Regions from separate parts of the Gossypium hirsutum genome. Here region 1 is linked to region 2. Evidence: chromatin contacts called from public Hi-C data. All regions are on one chromosome and are shown on one strand. The core of a region is the stretch at or near the end of the contact, and the rest is flanking DNA. Distances in the headings are between cores, read along the strand shown.

Region 1 (4,394 bases), core at 1,813-4,312, 33 kb after region 2:
TTCCTCAAAAAGGAGAGATGGGAAAAACCAATGCATATCAAAAGTGCATAATCCCAACACGGAAAACCTGATCCATCTTATTTGCATGAAGAAGTAGAAAAACACGATTTGCATATATTGTCTCTTTTTGTTTTGGTGAAAGCTTCAAGTCAATTGCACGTGCGAGCTCAAACTTCTGCGAGTCTTTCTCTTTAAGCCGATCAAGCTTCCTTAAGCTATCAGATATTTCTTTTGGACCTTTCACAGCAATAAGGTTGTTCACTGCCACTGCAAGTGATGGTTCATCTGCCAGATTTCGGTTTACAATATCTGTATAAGCTCCAGCAGCCTCCTGTGTTTGACCAAGGAGCTGATAAAGAAAAGTAACTCACATTAGTAGCTGCTGCATTACCTCCCTTCATGAGAAGGAGATAAAAGAAGAAAAGGGAAATAATATGGAAATTGATAACACGATACTGTTGTTTTACCTGATGAACATAAGCTAATTGGACAGCAATAGGAGCGAGTTCAATCTCTATGTCATCATCAGCAAGGTTTTCTTCTGTTAGTGTTTCCTGGCCAATTCTAACAATAAAAAAGACAAAATTTAGAAAAGAAACATGCATCAGCAATCAATATCAGAAAATTTTGTGGTCCATGACTATTCAGACACATCTTAATATTCAATGCATAAGCCATGCAATATGTTATATCAGTTCCCTCAGCAGCCAGTGCAGTAGAATTGAAAACCTTGATATGAATGAAAATAATACAGATGTCATTATGATACGGATGCCAATATGCATAAATAATACCCCTTTCTATCTGAAAAAGGAGTTGCTATCCTATAACCTAATAATCTGGAAGCCAATTTAATATATGCTTTATTTCACAAAATTTCTCAAGCATTTTATATAGTGTTTTGCGAGAATAAATAGGTGCCTATTTCACAATTATGCTAGATTGAAATGCATAGGGTCGACCAAGAAAAACCTATTCATCTCTCTACATCTAGTGCACAATAGAATGATCAAGAATTAAAATATTATTTTGAAGGCTTAATGACAAGAGCCTTTTTTTTATACTGTAACTTTTTCATATAATAGATCAAATGTTTGCAAATGGAAAGGTCACTCAACTATGTATTTCCTAACTACAATTGAGAACCAAAAAAAAAAAAAAAAAAGGTGGTGAAATTGTTCAAAAATAAATAGACAGTTAGCATATTAAGCAATTGTTAAAATGGAAAATTTCAAGATAAAGAAGGCCCACCAAAATAAGTTCGATAGAATCGATACCTTTCTTACATTCTATAAAGTCTAAATATATTGTTGAAATAAGACTAGCCCAAAACACAACCTGCGGATCTAATTATAACACTAGACATTGATACCCCAATATTATCGTGTAACAAGAAAATATTTCTTATGATAAATACATCAAAAGAAAAAAAAATAAGCAGTACCTTCGGGCAGTGAGCAAGAGTTTTTCAGCATTCTTAAGCTTATTTCCTTCAATTAGAGAACAAGCAATGTTATAGGCCAACTCAAAACTGCTAGTGGCCGTAGTCTTAATGGCATCCAAAGTTCCTTGCACTTCTGAAGCTCTCCCGGCTGATATCAAACCAGCAACCAAATTAATTTCCAAGGAATCAATCTTCACTTTTTGGAGATTCCTACAGATATCAACACATGCGTCCATTTTTCCTAGACGATATAGAATCTGAGATTCTAGCAACATGCTTGGTTGAGTCTTATCTTGTTTCTCCAAAACCTCCAAAGCTTCATCCAACTTGTTTTGTCGGTATAGGCAATATGCCTATTTAGAGATAGCAAGAAATATATATTAATAAAAAGTTACAAATAGTAATTAGTTTTGGAACATCAATGCAACCAAAATGCAGAGATCTATTATCGCCCAAATAAATTAAAAATCAAGAAAGCAAACATGAAGTGCATAGTGAAACCATGTTACTCAGATTCAGTTGTGCGTCGGGTACAGGATGTGTCCAGCATAGGCATAATTAATTTTTTTACAATTTCTTCATGTATTCAGAGGTTTTTTGAAGGGCCATATGCCTATGACCATGAAATGTATCAGGCACGGATGCTTAAAAAGAACTGATGTACACCGACAACATAAGAGGGAAACATGAATAAGCAGGTCAAGTCAACATATCCATACAAATATGTGAACCACTATATAGAAAAAAATGAGCGAAGAGAGACCCATAAATCAATCCATAAATCAAGAACTAAAACTCTGAATCACGATTACTAGCAAACTTCCAAAACCTACTAAATGATATATAAATCAAAGAAAATACAATTACTGTTTTTGCTAATTATCGAGAATTCTAATTATGATTTTAAAAAAAAAGTGCAAATAACTAAAATGGACACAGATTGACACGTAAGAATTCCACATAGAAAAGCCAATTCCTGAATTTTCTTTCTATTACAAATATTTAAACTTAAGTTTTTTTTGTTCAATAATATTCAGTAATCGAATAAAATTGAAACAAAGATCAGATAAGAAAACAAAGAACACGGTAAAAAGAGAATGCGGGAAATAACCAACCTTGTAGAAACTGAAATCAAAAGAAACCTTCTGAGAAGATTGAATTGCTGAGAGAGCCTCCTCGATTTTATCGGCCTTTATCAACGCCACAACTTTGCATCGAATGGCGTCTTCATCTCCCGGCGCAACCGATAGAACTGCGTAAATTCAAAATTCAGTAAAAATAATTAAAATTCCATTAGATTTCATTGATTATGAAAATAGAAAGATAGAATGTACGAATGAAATGCACCTTGATTTGCAACTTTGACGGCTTGTATGAATTCGGATCGTTGGATGTGTCTATCGAGTGAAGTGAAAAGATCTTCGATAGGTGGAGGAGGCTGCGACGGCGATGCAGCCGCTTTTAGCTTCTCTTTAGGCTTCGGCGCCATGGATTTCCTCCAACGAATAAATCAGATTGTCTTCTCTCTCTTTTTTTCTCGCTTCCCAAACAGATGAAATGGGATTTTGAGGGTTTCTTTTTTTTTTTTCCCTCCTTCGGTTTTCTCTTGTTTCTCTAGAATGGCCGCTTTCAAATGGGCCTCAGACTTTGAAAAAAAAAACAGTAAAAGCCTGTTGCAATCATGGGCCTGAATCAACCATTTGTCTCAATCGATCTAGTGAACAAAACTCGTTTTAATTCGAAAAAAATAATTTAAATTTCGAGTTAATTGAATTAAGTTATTTGAATTATTTGAGTAAACTCGAATAAGTAATTTAAGTTTTGAGTTCAAATCAAGTTGAATTTTACGATTTGAATAACTCAAATAATTCAAATAGTTCGAATAATTCGAATAATAAATTGATATAAATACACTTTTGGTCATTATCAAGTTTGAAAATAAACAAATTGGTTTCTATCTAAAAAAATAAAAAATAATTTTCAAAATTTTAAAATGTTTATAAAAATTCAAAAAATATATTTTTAAAAAAAATAAAAAAATTCAAAAAAATCTAAAAAATATATAAAAAATTTAAAAAATTACAAATTTTCTAGAGCAATAATTTTGGGACCTAAATAAGTTAATTAATGATTTAATTTTATCATGCTAAAGTATTTTTTATTATTTTGCTTTGAAAAAGTTTTCAAATATATATGGTTTTAAATTTATGTGTTCTAACATTAAATTAATTATATTATAACAAAGATTTTAATTTGATATGTTTAATTTTTTAATTTAACTCGAAAAATTTCACTCTATTCAATTCGACTTAAATTTCATTTCACTTGACTCAATTCGAAAAAAATTCAAATTGAGTTAGTATGATAAAATAGGACTTGTCAACTCGATTAAATTGAAAATTTTCCACTTGATTTGATCGAATGCTCTTCTCTACTGCTTTTTAATTTTCGATTGAATTTCTATCTGGAGTGAATTCAACATTAACTCATATAAAAATTATTAAAAATATTTTTTTATATTTTAAATAAACTATATAATATACATATATTTTTATATTTTTAATAAATCTAATAAAACAATTAATATAACAAGATTTAAAACCACACCACCTACATATGTAAACCCTCAATTTAACTTTTTAAGCATGTTTGATAATCCAAACTAAAATACAAATAATGGATTTTTTTAATAAAAAAGGGTTGGAAATAATAAATAGATAATGAATTACTTATCACTTAATATAAAAATTTTTCAATTTTTTTTATTTGCTTAACATTATCCTTTAAATATTTTATTTTTAAAATTTTTAAAAATATTATTTATCAAAAAGTCTAATTAAATTTTGTACTAATTTTTTTAATAAAATTTAAGACTTTGTATTAAAAATTGGGCCTCGGCCAGAAGTTTTGTACGAAGAAAAGAAATAAACTAAGCCTACAAAAACAGGTC
Region 2 (4,925 bases), core at 79-2,578:
CGTTCTTGCTTTTCCATCAACAAATCTTTAGCAGATTTCCCGTCAAGTTCTAGTGCTATAAGTTCCGAAGCCTCTTCATAGAATCAACGAAAAAAACCTGAGAATTTTCAAAATTCTTAAAGTGATTTCCCAACCCCTTTAAAGTTTTGTTTAATTTCCAACCTCCTTTTGACCCTGACACTTTAGCTCTATGTCCCTTATTAACCTATTTGGATAATTGATTTCCAGTCAAAATAACACTGCCCCGACCTCCTTGCCGGCTAGTTCAGAAAGGGTGTTCTTTTTTAACACTACCGCTGAGTGATTTTTTGGCATCCAATACGTTTTCTTCCACCCCCTACATCGAAAAAAGAATTCTCCTCAAATGTGATATTAAAATGTACCATGTGTTCCACTTGAATTTCGTTTGAATTAGGGGAGTCTAGCTTCACTATTCCTACAGCAAAACCATTCGATGAATTTGAAAAAAAAAGGAGAAAAAGTTACAGAGGTACCTAGTTTTAAAAATTTTGTTACGTCAACACTAGCCTAAGGCCTACGAAGGTCTCCTGAAGGCCTTGGGCATTTGCTCCTAAAGATGTCAAGAGGTGAAGTTCTTAGTGTAACCATCATCATAGCTGCTAGTGGCCTCCTACTTTTCAACTGAAAAAGCCTGTTGTTTCAAACCATCATTAAACCCAACAGTGGTCTGGCCCTTCATAGAATTAATGGGCTTAGACTTCTGAGTTTGGCCCTTAGTGTGATTCCTTACTTGCTGGCCTAAAATTTCCTTTCTAATCATAACAGTAGCTGGATTTTTGCCCATTGGAGACTTTCTTTGATAATCGGTCAAAATGGCTTTCCCATTCCTCTTCAATTCCTGTTGTATTTCCTTATTCACATTTTCATCCATTGAATTCGCCTCTAATCCTGCAAGGAATTGAAATCAAGATCCCGTTATTTTCTTATTAAAAATACTGTTTTCTTTTTTATTTCCTTCCGGAGTGAAAGGCCTGGTCTGCCACTCCACCAGCATCCAAAGGGCCATAATCCCTACCTCCGATTGTCGTAGAATTTGGATATTCTTGAATTGTTGACTATACCTCATTCATCAGCCTTGTGAGATGAGTGGTACAATTTTCCTTGTTGTGCTCATATTGTCCACACAAGAAACAGACTATATATATATGTAAGTTTCATATTCGATCTTTTGGAGGTTGCCACACATGAACACGTGTCTTAAAAATTTTAGGTGCAAGTTGGTTCACACAGGCACATAGAGTTACACAGCTTAGCGGCACAGCCATGTGACCCTGAGCCACACAGTTATAGATAGTTACACTATTTGCACACATGGGCGTGTGGAGTAGTCACACAAGTGTGTGGTTAGCCACACAACCATGTTTGGAGTCACACGGTCTAAGCTAAGTCACATGACCGTGTGACCCCTATTTTCACAAATTTTCATGTTTTTCTCAAAATTCTCTAATTTATTTAAATCAATCCCCAATTACTTTTTAATCATTTTTAAGGCCCCGATAGCTTGATTTAAGGCCCAAATGTGTATGTTGCTATGATTTAAATTTATAATTAAGTTTAATTATTAGTTTTAGTTTGAATTTAAATGTTCTATTTTGTACAGTAACATTTTGTAACCTTAATTCAACGACGGGGACAAGTTAGGGCTGTTACACTTAGTGGTGTCAGAGCTACGATTTAGTCGGTTCTCAGGCTAAACGTAGCTGGTATAGAGTATAGAATACATGCCATTTTATAACATGTGATACTGTGATATCTTCTAACTTAAATTAATTATGTTAAAAGATGTCATCCAACCGAGCTGATTCCGATTAGGTCGAAAGTAATGTGCAAGCCTCCGTTCAAGAAGCATCTAGTAGTGGGCCCGTATCTGAGGGCTGGGGAAGTGAAGAGAAAGAAGTCTTCTTCCAGATGATGTCTAAATGGTTTTCTGAGTTTGATCTAAACCCAATGGCTCAACAACCTCCACCCCCTCCCGTACCCCAGCCAGTCCCCATTTATTCCTCAAGGTTTGGAATAAGTATGTGTGAATAGACCTCCAGTTGACAAAATTCGTAAATATAGGGCAGAAGAGTTTCGTGGTCCCGTAGAAGATGATCCAAAAGAACTGAGTTTTGGTTAGAAAATATTATTAGAGTTTTTGATGAACTGCCATGTTCTACTGCTGATAGTTTGAAATGTGTGATATTGTTGCTAAAGGACTTAACGTATCAACGATGGAATACTTTAATAGCGATGGTACCAAAAGATCATGTGAATTAGGATTTCTTTCAAACCTAATTTAAAAAGAAATACATCAATCATAGGTATATTGATAAAAAAGGAAATAGTTTTTAAAACTGAAGCAAGGTTGTAATTCTGTAGCAGAATATGAAAGAGAATTTGTGCAACTCGGGAATGTATACCAATGAAAATTGTTATGTGTACTCGGTTTGAAGATGGTTTAAATGAAGACATAAAATTATTGGTGGGGATACTGGAATTAAACGAATTTGTGGTTTTAGAGGATCGAGCGCATAAGGCTGAAGAACTTAATAAGGCTAAAAGAAAAGCAGATTCTGAGGTTCGTGACACGGGTAAACGGCCGATAGGAAAATCATTTTAATCTTGATCAAAGAAATTGAAAGAATTTCATGGTCGTAAATCAGCTCCATCTGGATTTTCAAGAAGGGATAATGGAAATAGCAAATAAGTTCAAGACCCTAAGCTACTTCTATAGCGAGTGTGTGGAGTGTTTGTAATAGTAAGCCTGAGTGTCAACAATGCAATAGAAGGCATTTCGGAGAGTGCAGATTGAGAAATGGATCGTGCTTTAAATACGGTTCATGTGATCATTTTCTTCGAGATTGTCCTAAAAGGTCTGATAAAAAGAAAGCTCAAAACACACGGTCGAGTAATACGGATGCGAGAAGGAGGCAATCAAGAAATAATGTTAATACGGGAAATAGTCATAGTGGACGGGGAATTAAAAGCAGAACAGAAATTCAGAAAAAATGATCTATGATCTAATTTAATTTTTAGGAGATGAGTACCCAAACAATTTGGGAAATACTCCATCCAAGCTTTATTTCCTACTACCCTATCCAGTCTTTCAAAAAGATTACCTCGATGCTACGTAAAAGGAGGACCCTGAAAACCTAGATCATGTAGTTGAGATTTATCCATAAACTCACCAAAGAACTAATATTTGCACCCTTTAACATGACCACCTTTTTTGTCTTCCGAAGAGAGGATGGCGTTAAAATTGCTAATGGCCATCCAAGGGTAATGCCCAAGTGGGATAGAAAGACTTAAATCTTTCCACAAGATTTTCCTTTTTTGTTTATCAAGGCTCTCATAGACAAAAGCAATGAAGACCGAATGTGGATGAAGATTGTAGTGAATACGAACTAGAATAAATTGAGGATAGTTACCAACCACCTCTAAATCAATCGAATTATTCCAGCCTATCCAAATAACACCAGAAAACCCAATTGCTTCCACTCAATAGATTTATCCCATTCCAATTTAGTGATGATTACATCAGCTTTAGCCCCACTGACTCTTAGTTCAAGAAGACTGATTATATCTAGCTTTTACTGATTATTATATTCACGAAAAGCTCGCAAAAATTTATCAATTGCACGCCCCTACACATTTCAAGAGAAAAAAAACAAATTCATAATAGTAATTAAAATAAAAAGAAAAGAAAGCTTATCTTATTAGCGGCCGGTAGAAGAATTCTCCACCCGCTCTCCTTCTTCCATCAGTAAATCTTTAGCAGATTGCCCATCAAGTTCTAGCACGATAAGTTCCGCTGCCCACTTCATAGAATCAGCTAAAAAAATTTGAGAATTTTTAGAATTCTTGAAGCGATTACCCGTCCCCTTTAAAGTTTTGTCTAATTTCCGATCTCCTTTTGAACCTGACACTTTAGTTCAATGTCCCTTATTAACCTCTTTGGATAATTGATTTCCAGTCAAAATAACACTGCCCCTGACCTCATTGCGACTAGTTCAGAAAGGGTGTTCTTTTTTAATACTAACGCTTAAGTGATTTTTTGGCATCCAATGAGCCTTCCTTCACCCCCACATCGAAAAAAGAATTTTCCTCAAAGGTGGGATTAAAATGCACCACGTGTTCCACTTGAATTTTGTTTGAACTAGGGGATTCCAGCTTTACTGTTCCTACAACAGAACCATTCGATGAATTTGAAAAAAAAAAGGGGAAAAGGTTACAGAGGTACCAAGTTTTAAAAACTGATTTGTTACGCTAGCACTGGCCTTTGACCTACTAAGGTCTCCTGAGGGCCTTGGGGCGTTTGCTTCAAAAGCTGTCGAGCGGTGAAGTTCTTGGTGCAGCCATCACCATAGTTGCTAGTGGCATGCAGCTTTTTAACCGACAAAGCCTGTTGTTTCAAACTATCATTGAACCTAATAGTGGTTTGGCCCTTCATAGAATTAATAGGCTTAGGCTTACGAGTCTGGCCCTTAGTGTGATTCCCCACTGGCTGGCCTAAATTTTCTTTTCTAATCATAACAGTAGCTGGATTTTTGCCCGTTGGGGACTTTCCTTGAGAACCAGTCAAAATGGCTTTCTCATTCTTCTTCAATTCCTGTTGTATTTCCTTATTCACACTTCATCCGTTGAATTCGCTTCTAATCCTGCAAGGGATTGAAATTGAGATCCCATTACTTTCTCCTTAGAAATACTGTTTTCCTTTTTTGTTTCCTTCCAAAGTGACGTACCTAGTCCACCGCTCCACTAGCATCTAGGGGCCATAATCTCAACCTCTGACCGTCGTAGAATTTGCAGATACTTGAATCGTTGACTCCACCTCCTTTACCGTCTTTGTGAGATGAGTGGTATTCAAACAGCTTTCCTTGTTGTGCCCATAGCGTTCATATGAGAAACAAAACACAAGTAAG

The links. Hi-C and Micro-C count contacts between places; a contact is called where the count stands out from the background.
Region 1: a contact with region 2 is called in a Hi-C map of leaf, with 1.8 times the contacts expected there. The contact joins the promoter of LOC107893969 here to the enhancer-like site in region 2. A contact is called at or near these places in 5 of 34 Hi-C or Micro-C datasets (hypocotyl, leaf and petal).

Annotation. Positions count from the first base shown.
Region 1 is chrA05:49,962,066-49,966,459 of Gossypium_hirsutum_v2.1, forward strand. It overlaps LOC107893969 (signal recognition particle subunit SRP72), which reads right to left and starts at 3,063. Exons shown (of 6, transcript XM_016819130.2): 1 at 2,792-3,063; 2 at 2,560-2,696; 3 at 1,445-1,797; 4 at 468-564; 5 at 68-349. The coding sequence starts at 2,933.
Region 2 is chrA05:49,930,358-49,935,282 of Gossypium_hirsutum_v2.1, forward strand. No RefSeq gene overlaps it. Among protein-coding and RNA genes, the nearest start is that of LOC107893970, 14 kb to the left of the region's middle. Within about 2 kb of position 1,329, at least 2 of the 9 cell types and tissues checked have an H3K27ac peak or open chromatin away from gene starts, as enhancers often do. A contact at or near this core is called in leaf, where this site is marked.